Regions from separate parts of the Hordeum vulgare genome. Here region 2 is linked to region 1. Evidence: chromatin contacts called from public Hi-C data. All regions are on one chromosome and are shown on one strand. The core of a region is the stretch at or near the end of the contact, and the rest is flanking DNA. Distances in the headings are between cores, read along the strand shown. Region 1 holds the start of LOC123399416 (protein EMSY-LIKE 3-like). Region 2 holds the start of LOC123399420.

Region 1 (4,103 bases), core at 1,056-3,555:
ATTTTATGGACCAACAAGTTGCAAATCTATCTGCACATTAATACCCCCTGTTCCGAGGCACATTTCCTATTGTTGGGGGAGGCTGTCTATCATCTAAAATAGTGGTTATTGACTATTCTTTTCGGTTGGCAAAAAATAGACTCACTTGCAATTCTAGAGCCTTGTCCCTCTAAGGTCATGATCTGATTATTGGTTGTGATTGGTTTACTCCGCTAACTACAATTATAATACAAATATTATTAGATACAAAGGAAAGATTTTAGTGAGCGATAACAATGACTTGTTATAAGCCAATTGTTGCATTTCATTCCTCTCCAATTGGTGACCACTTTAGTATTAGGGCTACCTATCATAGAGTGAAAAACATATTTTACCAGATTGGTGATAAGAAGATGATTAACATAACTCATTGTACTACTCCCTCCGTTCAGAAATAACTGTCGCTAAAATAGTTGTATGCACACATTGAAATGCTTCTAGATACACTCATTGTAGCGATAGTTAATTCCAGACAAAGGTTGTACTGGGCTACATGTGAGAGAGCTAAATGGGAACATACGCGTGCTAAAGTTTCAATTCATCACATTGTTCTGGTTGGTTGCCTTTGGATTTTGAGGAGAATTGGGACTTCAACACAAGTATTATGGAACTTTACAGATAGTTCAAAAAATGGGGAACACCATATATTTACAAACTTAACTTTCATAAACATGTCAAGATTCACCCAGTATTCCAAGTGATACAACTTAAATAACACAGTAATCTCCATGCTATACCAAACCCTAATATGCTGGTTGTTAGTCCTAATGGCACTCTAAAAAACGCTCCAACTCTGGTGTTAGAAGTGAGGCAAATACCATGACAAACACATGCATGTTCTCTAGTGACTTGTTCAATGGGCGAACTTGTCACTTGCTGATGCAACCCGTGAAGATGCTCGCTTCATGGAGTATACATTTCCGAAGTTCTTTTGTCACTCTATTGAAGCATATGACGCTCTGCCGGTACAACCGCGAGGGCATGTCGTTTGTCAATAGGATGGCTATATATGCGAGACCATATACTAAACCTAGCGAACTATTGAATTATATTGGGTTAAAGGAAGAACACTTGCATGTATTGCTTCAGTTATTCGACAACCGAGCTTGCTCCATCGCCTATTACTATCACTCGGCGACTCAAATCATCTCATACACTATTTACCTCCACTTACTGTTAATACTTTTTTCGGGAATACACAAGCAAGGTATCATTTCATTAATAGGTAGAAAAGCAGCGGGCACATAGTGATAGATACAAGATTCGTACACTAGAGGGGCGAGGATGTATCTACATGCGAGCAGTAGAGAGAATGAGGTTGCTCAGCCTCGAGAGGAAAACTAGACGTCTAGGGCGGATCATATGGGGATATTGTCGCCATCCCTCTCGCGCCAGCCAGGGCCGAAAGTCTAACTTCGTCTAGGATTGTCTAGACCAGGTGTACGACGGAGGATCGAGCGTTGTCAAACACACACGAGTTCACGAGGATGCCGAGGGAGGCCACGCCTTTGCGCAACGACGTAGGAGAGGCAGTCGTGGCAGAGTTCCATCAGTCCATGAACCTGTCAGCAACCATCGGGATGGAAGTAGTAAGCCTTCAAGCGGCCATGACACTGTTCCAAACCTCTAGAGAAGGGTCGGCGTTTTGCAGCTAAAGCCAATGCACCCGAAGTGCAATACCTCCACGCTCAAGGTCCCGTACGCGATACAGTTGAGGTGAAGAGGCACACACACCTTACGCCAGTAGTACTGTTTACCGCGTAAGTAAGATGCATATCAAAGAGTACATGGCTGAAACAAACACATACTTTTAAAGTTGAATGTATACAACATCGCCATCATTGCCAAATACTGTTTAGCGTTTACCACGTAAGTAAGATGCATATCAAAGAGTCAGGTTGTGGCTACGGTTGGGCATTCGATTAATTCTGCATTTTTTTCGTACATGGCTGAAACACACACGTACTCTTATGCCTTGTTTGAATTAGCGTGTTTCTTTCTAATACACTTGTAAAATATACACGCCTCCACCGTTCGGTTTTGTTTCCGGCCAAAAATCAATTATGACCGATAAAAATATACCTGTAAATATGATAGTACCGCTCGCCGGCCGGAGTCCGGTTGCACTGCACCAGTGCGTGCGCAAACAGGACTCGCGTACGGCCGCGCCGCCCACGTGCGGCCCGACGAAGAAACACACGGCCACCAGAACGCCACGTAGGACGCGCCATTACCATAAAGCCCCCCGAAAACTACCAGCCCCGGTGCAAGACTCTTCACGCGCAGCGAAACCGACCTTTTTCCAGGGGGCAAATCGAAAAGTCCACTTCCTAAATTTCCCGATCCCCTTGAACCCTACCTGCCGCCCGCCCCCCGGTCGCCCGCCCCCAAATCCTCATCCGATTCCACGCCGCAAAACCTCCCCAGATCGGCCTCCGGCGCTCGCCAGGCACGCCTCGACCGCGGCCCCGGGCCGCTCCGTATACCCTCGGACTCGTTCGCGCTCGGTCCGGATCTGGGGGGAGGAACTCGGCTGATTCCTAGGGTTCCTCCGTTCTCGGCGCGCCACGCGGGTCCATGAATCCCATGGGGTACCGCCCCTATGATAGCAGCGGTGAGTCGCCTCGAATCGACGTGTTCTTTCTTTTGGCCGCGTGAGCTTGGCCGGGCGGAAAAAGCTCAATTATTTCACGTAGCTTGTTGGATTCCTGGAGGAAAAACACCTGGAGGAGATTGGCATAATTTATGCGTACGAAATATTACCTAATTATGAGAGTAGACAAGTATAAATTGTTCCTCTTGCTTTCTAGCAAAGCTGAGCGCATAAGATAGCTGAAAATCTGATGAATTTATCGAACAACGTGTACATTTGCACGGCCCTGAAGAGGCAGGAGCATAAAGTAGTTCCTTTTGCTAAACCCTTGGTACTGCAGATTGAGATTACTTGATAAATAAGGCTCCAGTCTTCCCTAAGCAGTTGTTGGCTTCTGGAACCTCTTGCCAATTTGTGAATTCGTCATGGTTGGCGTGGCAGTCGCTTGACGCCGTATTCCACAAATTGTTAACAGCGTCTTTTATGACCTTTGAGTTGCTTTTGTGTTATCATGACTTGCAGTCAAAATGTGCATTTGATTATTGATCCCCAGCCCTGAATCAACATGTTATTTTCACTTTAGACCGAGTAAACTTGGACGGGCGGAAAGGTTTCATTCTTTCGCATGGCTTGTTAGATTCCTGTAGGAAAATATCTGGAGAAGATTGGCATACGTTATTCCCAAATAATTGGAATACCCACCAAGTATAAATTATGTCTCTCTGCTTTCTAGCAAAGCTGAGCCGATAGATAATTTAAATTTGTTAAATTTGCCAAACAATGTGTACATTTGCATGGTCCTGGAGAATACGAGCATAAAGTAGTCCCTTTTGCCAAACCCTTGGTACCGCAGATTGATTACTTGATAAATAAAAATCCAGTCGCCCCTTTGCAGTTGTGAGCTTCTCGAACCTCTTGCCAAATTGTGAATTCGTCATAGTTGGCTTGTCAGTCGGTTGACCCTGTATTCCGCAAATTATGAACATCATTTTTTATGACCTTGGATGAGGTGTGTTCGTGTTATGAGGACTTGCAGGCTTGCAGCTAAATTGTGCATCTGAATATGCCGCATTATTGATTCCTCGCTCTTGCTTGCAGGGACGGATGATGATCTCCCCTCGTCACAAAATAGAGGACCAAGAGGACGATCTTTCAGTGGGAATGGGAGAGCATCAGCCGGACCGTTTCCTTATGCAAGGCCACACAATGATTTGGAGAGCGAAGTACATTTGGTTGAGCAAGAGGCTTACACTGGTGTTCTTAGGGCATTCAAAGTTCAATCTGATGCGTTGTCTTGGGTGATTATCCGCACACTGAAATTAATGGCTACATTTTCAGTAACCACTGCTTGTTCTGCTGCTGATTTCAGCTGAAAATTATTACTCATGCTTGTGTGCAGGAAAAAGAAAGTCTGATTTCTGAACTCAGGAAGGAACTGAGAGTTTCTGATGAGGAACACAGGGAGCTATTA
Region 2 (4,497 bases), core at 653-3,152, 220 kb after region 1:
TGGCGTAGCCCGCCGCCGCCGCGCCGTCCAGCTTCCGGCGCATGGCCTCCAGGTCCACGTGCCGCCTGATCGTACCCCGGTACGACTCGCTCTCCTGCACAGCACAGCAAAACGGGCCCACCGGCACGTGAGTAAACAACGAAAAAAAATCAAAAGAATCACAAACGAAAGCGGAGAAGAAGCAAAAGAAAATATCTCAGCCGCATCTCGACTCGAGTCCTCGGCTGCTGTTGAGACGGACGCCCGCCCATGTGTGCGACTGCAACGCGGCACCCGACTGGTCCGTGCGACAAGGAATCGAATCGCCGGATGGATCATCATTCATCATCCAACAAACCCGCAGAGAGCCGCAACTTTCTCTTCTCTACCGCGAGCTCCAACGAACAAACGTTATTGCTCAAAAGAAAAAATGACACTCGATGGCTCGAACGGCAAAGAATTTCTTCCACATCATCACCCAATCCGTTCAGCCAGCGATGGTCCATGACCATACGCAGCAGCTACACCCACCCACCACAGCAACAAAGATGGGGTCCGTCATGGCTGCCGAGGCGTGCGTGCACCGCGATGACGCGCTGGCCTTGCCCAGGTCACGTAGATCGGGCCGGCCGGTCAGTGCTCCTAATCACAGGCCATCATGCCGCGGGCGTGCGTGCGCGCCTGCCTAACCATATCCGTATCATGAGACGGACACCTAGATTAGCCCCTGACATGCTTCGTGCTCTTTGGTTTTGACTGTGTACGTGTTCTATCCTACGTTCTCTCCTCCTTTGTTTTTACCCCGAGCCGGAGTAAACACAGGTTTTGACCTAGCGGGCAGCGGCTGACGACGGTGAAGGGAAGGGGACAGGACGAGCAGCGCGGGGGCGGTAATTCTGACGGAGATTTTTTACCTGGCTCTCCTGTAGCTGGTCGAACACGGGGCCGAACCTGGCGGCGACCCTGTCGAGCAGGGCGGCCAGCGGCTCGTCGGACTCCTCCTCGGCGCTGGCCTTCCGCCGCCGGCACTGCAGGCTCACCGCGCTCTCCTTGGACTCGCCGGACAGCTCCTCCTTAGCCGCCTCCTCCGCCTTGGCCGCGCCGGGGCGCTTCAGATCTGTGGAGTTGGACTCCCTGCACGACTGCCCGGGCTCCTCGCTCGACAGGTTCTCGTCGCCGGTCACCCCCTCCGGCTTCGCCTCGCCGCTCGACAGGCTGCGCTCCCGCTCCTCCTTCATCAGCTCCACCTTGCTCTGCAACGTCCTGTCACAAGTAATAAAATGAAAAATAATAAACATCGAGCTCTGGTAAAATGGCGGCCGCAGGATCCGCCATCGGACGGGCCACGAGGCGCGCGGTGGAAGGACCCCCGTTCAAACGGTGGTTTTATCGGTTCGGATGCTACTAAATCGTTTTACCCGATGGAGAGATCGCATCGCTCGACCTCGCGCCGGAGCTCCGCGACGCGGAGGCGCCGGAGCTCGTCCAGCCACCCGTCGACGGCGGAGGCCTCAGCCTCAGCCTCAGGGCCGACCTCCCCCTCCTCTTCCTCATCCTCCGCCCTGCCGCCGGCGGAGAAGCGTCGGTGGAGCTGGCGGAAGCGGAGGCGGCAGCTGCCGGGTGTGAGGCCGGGGCGGGCGGCCAGGGGGCTCCGCGCCTGCACCTCCGTGGCCACCGAGTCCCAGCTGGCCGTGCCGTGCCGGCACACGGCGAACGCCAGCACCAGCTCCTCCAGCGTGCCCCAGATCTCGCCGCCGGCCGACACGTCGGGGCCGTCTGATCCGCCCGCCATGCACCCCGGCCCAGCCCTCACCGTGCCGTGCTCTCGGACTCAGGCTGGCTCCCTCCCCCTCGCCCGCCCACCTCCGTCGAATTTTTTTTCCGTCGTCAGCCTTTTTCCTGTCCTCGTCCCTCCCTCGCCTCCGATTTGATTTTTATCGGAAAGACGGATACGGCTCAGCGTTCATAGCGCGCGCGCAGGCGATTTCTCCGTTCCTCGGGGGCGTTTCCGCCATTTGGACAAATAGAAAAAGAGGTGGGTGGAGCCGTAGAGGGAGGGCCATTTTCAAAGCGGGGCCCACCGCGGGCCAGTCGCGGCGTAATGCCCATACTGCCCCCCCCCTGATCACTGATCGGCTACGCTACTGCCGCTCAAGGTTACAAGGCACAATTGAACTGCTGCAGCGCCTCACTGACCTCAACTGTCTAAAAATTCAGCGTCATGACTAGATCCAAAGTATCTGACCATTGGAACGCCTGACGCTGCCTCAGAGTACAGACTGCAAGCTTCCGGAGAATTGAGCCCTGTTTCTTTAAGAAGTCATAGGATTTTTTTAATCCTTACTAAAAAATTCCTAATCCTACATCTATACTAGTAATAAAAGATCAAACGAAAACTTCTCTACGTACACACAACTATTACTCCCACAAAAACAAACACCAATCACCATCACACAATTAGACAACTAATTACAATCTAACGGCCTTCCACCATCCATGCACCATCACCGTATGCATTTACCAAATTAACTAAGGCTGACCGTGCTCCACCTCCTCCTACAACGAAAAACTATTGCACCTCCATGAAAAAAAAAGAGCCAATCAAGTACAGAAATTTAGGAAGAATTAACGGCAGCCAGACGCCCTGGCCTGCACCATCGCCGTCGCCTCCGCGTCCAACTCCCCCTCCCCGTCCGCCTCCTCCTCCCCCTCCCCTGGCCTGCAGCGTCGCCATCGCCAACTGACAAAGGAGCAGCCCCGTCCGCGTCCAACTCCCCTTCCCCGTCCGCGTCCTCCTCCCCCTCCCCGTCCGCCTCCTCCTCCCCCTCGCCGTCCGCCTCCTCCTCCCCTGGCCCGCAGCATCGCCATCGCCAACTGACAAAGGAGCAGCCTGGAGTCCATCCGGCAGTTAGACAACCGGGACGCGAGGCGACGGAACACGGCTGCAGATACAAAAAGGAAGCACAGGTGCACAGTTTTAGTTCTCTTGCTTTTTTTGATCGTAAAGAAGCTTTCCACAGCTTAAATAGCACTACTCATGTTCCATCTTACCAAGAAAAGATAGAATTCTGCAAGGAACAAACATGCCTATAGGCTAATAAATACTGATGCATTAGAACCCCGACATCATTAGAGAAAAGATATTAGAACCCCGACAATAGCAGTGAGATTCATAGCATCAGCTAATCTCACAAATGTTGGTGATTAGTAAGTATTTTGCTCTTGTTTAGCTTCTCGAACTAATCATTCTGCCTTGATTCATTTATTGCATAATTTTCATGATCAAAAGACACGAAATATCATGAAAGTAACACATCAGCCTGCACGACAGTAATTAAACAGATTCTAGGCCAACTAAACATTTCATTTATTTCAAAGATGTTGTAAAAGAAGAGAAATAGGTAGCTCCAGTGTCCACACCGTCCTCGCCCTGGCGGCCGCACCGTCTCAAGTACACAGGTAAGGAAGAGTACATACTGCTCTTATTTGTACTGTATGGAGTATATTATAAAATTTAGTATGGAGTATATGTGTATTTCCTTTTGAAACTGGAGTATAGAATTTCATTAGTTCCAAAAAACCATATAACCTTTTTTCTTTGGATCCAAACGAGTAGTATATTCATCCAAAAAAGAGTATATTCAAACAGTGGCACATAATATATGAAAAAAGAGACGTAGTATGGCCATAAAACGGATGTGATGTCATTTTTTAGAGAGTACAGTGTATATATTTTCAAAAAAGTATGGAGTATTTCCCTTTCCAATTAGTATTGAGTGTACAGTATTAAACTTTTTTATATATATTAGTAGACACTGCACATTAGGATTCTTACCAATGGCTTTATGCACTGCAAAATTGGTGCCAAATGACAACATGTTTAATACAAATTCCTGTCTTCGAAAATACGGTATGATACTATTATAGAAGATCCATATATTTCAGCTGGTACAGATGTTTCTATTATTTAAAATGTCGTGTTAGCTTAAAATCACAGAACAAATAATTATAGAGGACGAGATAACAATGCCTATGCAGATAAAGAAACATATTAGACAGCATAACAAGCCTAACAAGGCACAAGACTATGTGGTTTATCCCCAAGGCACAGAACAAAACCTTAAATGTCCTATTGCTAAATTTTATTGTTTTTATTTTTATTAAATGTTATTATGGGCATTGTGACAGATTATTCCTGCACTGGCAATGGTTGGTCCGTGATAGAAAATATCAAAACCGAACCAAGCAAACAAAGACATTTAGTGAGCACGGACGATTCATTTCTAAACAAAGCATGGACGAGGAACTAATACTAATATATGCTTTGGTTTTCAGGAAAACATGGACGAGGAAGGCAAGGACAAGCATGCGGAAAATATGCAGATTGAAGGCATGATAACGAAAGACGAGGATGTGAACCCCGAGTCATCAAAGACAATAGAACAACAAGCCATCATGGATGATACAGAAAACATACATATTAATGAGGTCATTATTATATTTTCACATGTCATTATT

The links. A called contact is a pair of places that touch in the nucleus more often than the background predicts.
Region 2: a contact with region 1 is called in a Hi-C map of seedling, with 2.5 times the contacts expected there. The contact joins the promoter of LOC123399420 here to the promoter of LOC123399416 in region 1. A contact is called at or near these places in 2 of 6 Hi-C or Micro-C datasets (leaf and seedling) and 1 of 1 datasets of contacts at active chromatin or transcription factors (embryo).

Annotation. Positions count from the first base shown.
Region 1 is chr5H:478,906,925-478,911,027 of MorexV3_pseudomolecules_assembly, forward strand. LOC123399416 (protein EMSY-LIKE 3-like) reads left to right here and starts at 2,306. Exons shown (of 10, transcript XM_045093828.1): 1 at 2,306-2,653; 2 at 3,731-3,930; 3 at 4,032-4,103. The coding sequence starts at 2,617.
Region 2 is chr5H:479,122,991-479,127,487 of MorexV3_pseudomolecules_assembly, forward strand. It overlaps LOC123399420, which reads right to left and starts at 1,903. Exons shown (of 3, transcript XM_045093831.1): 1 at 1,398-1,903; 2 at 894-1,242; 3 at 1-94. The coding sequence starts at 1,771.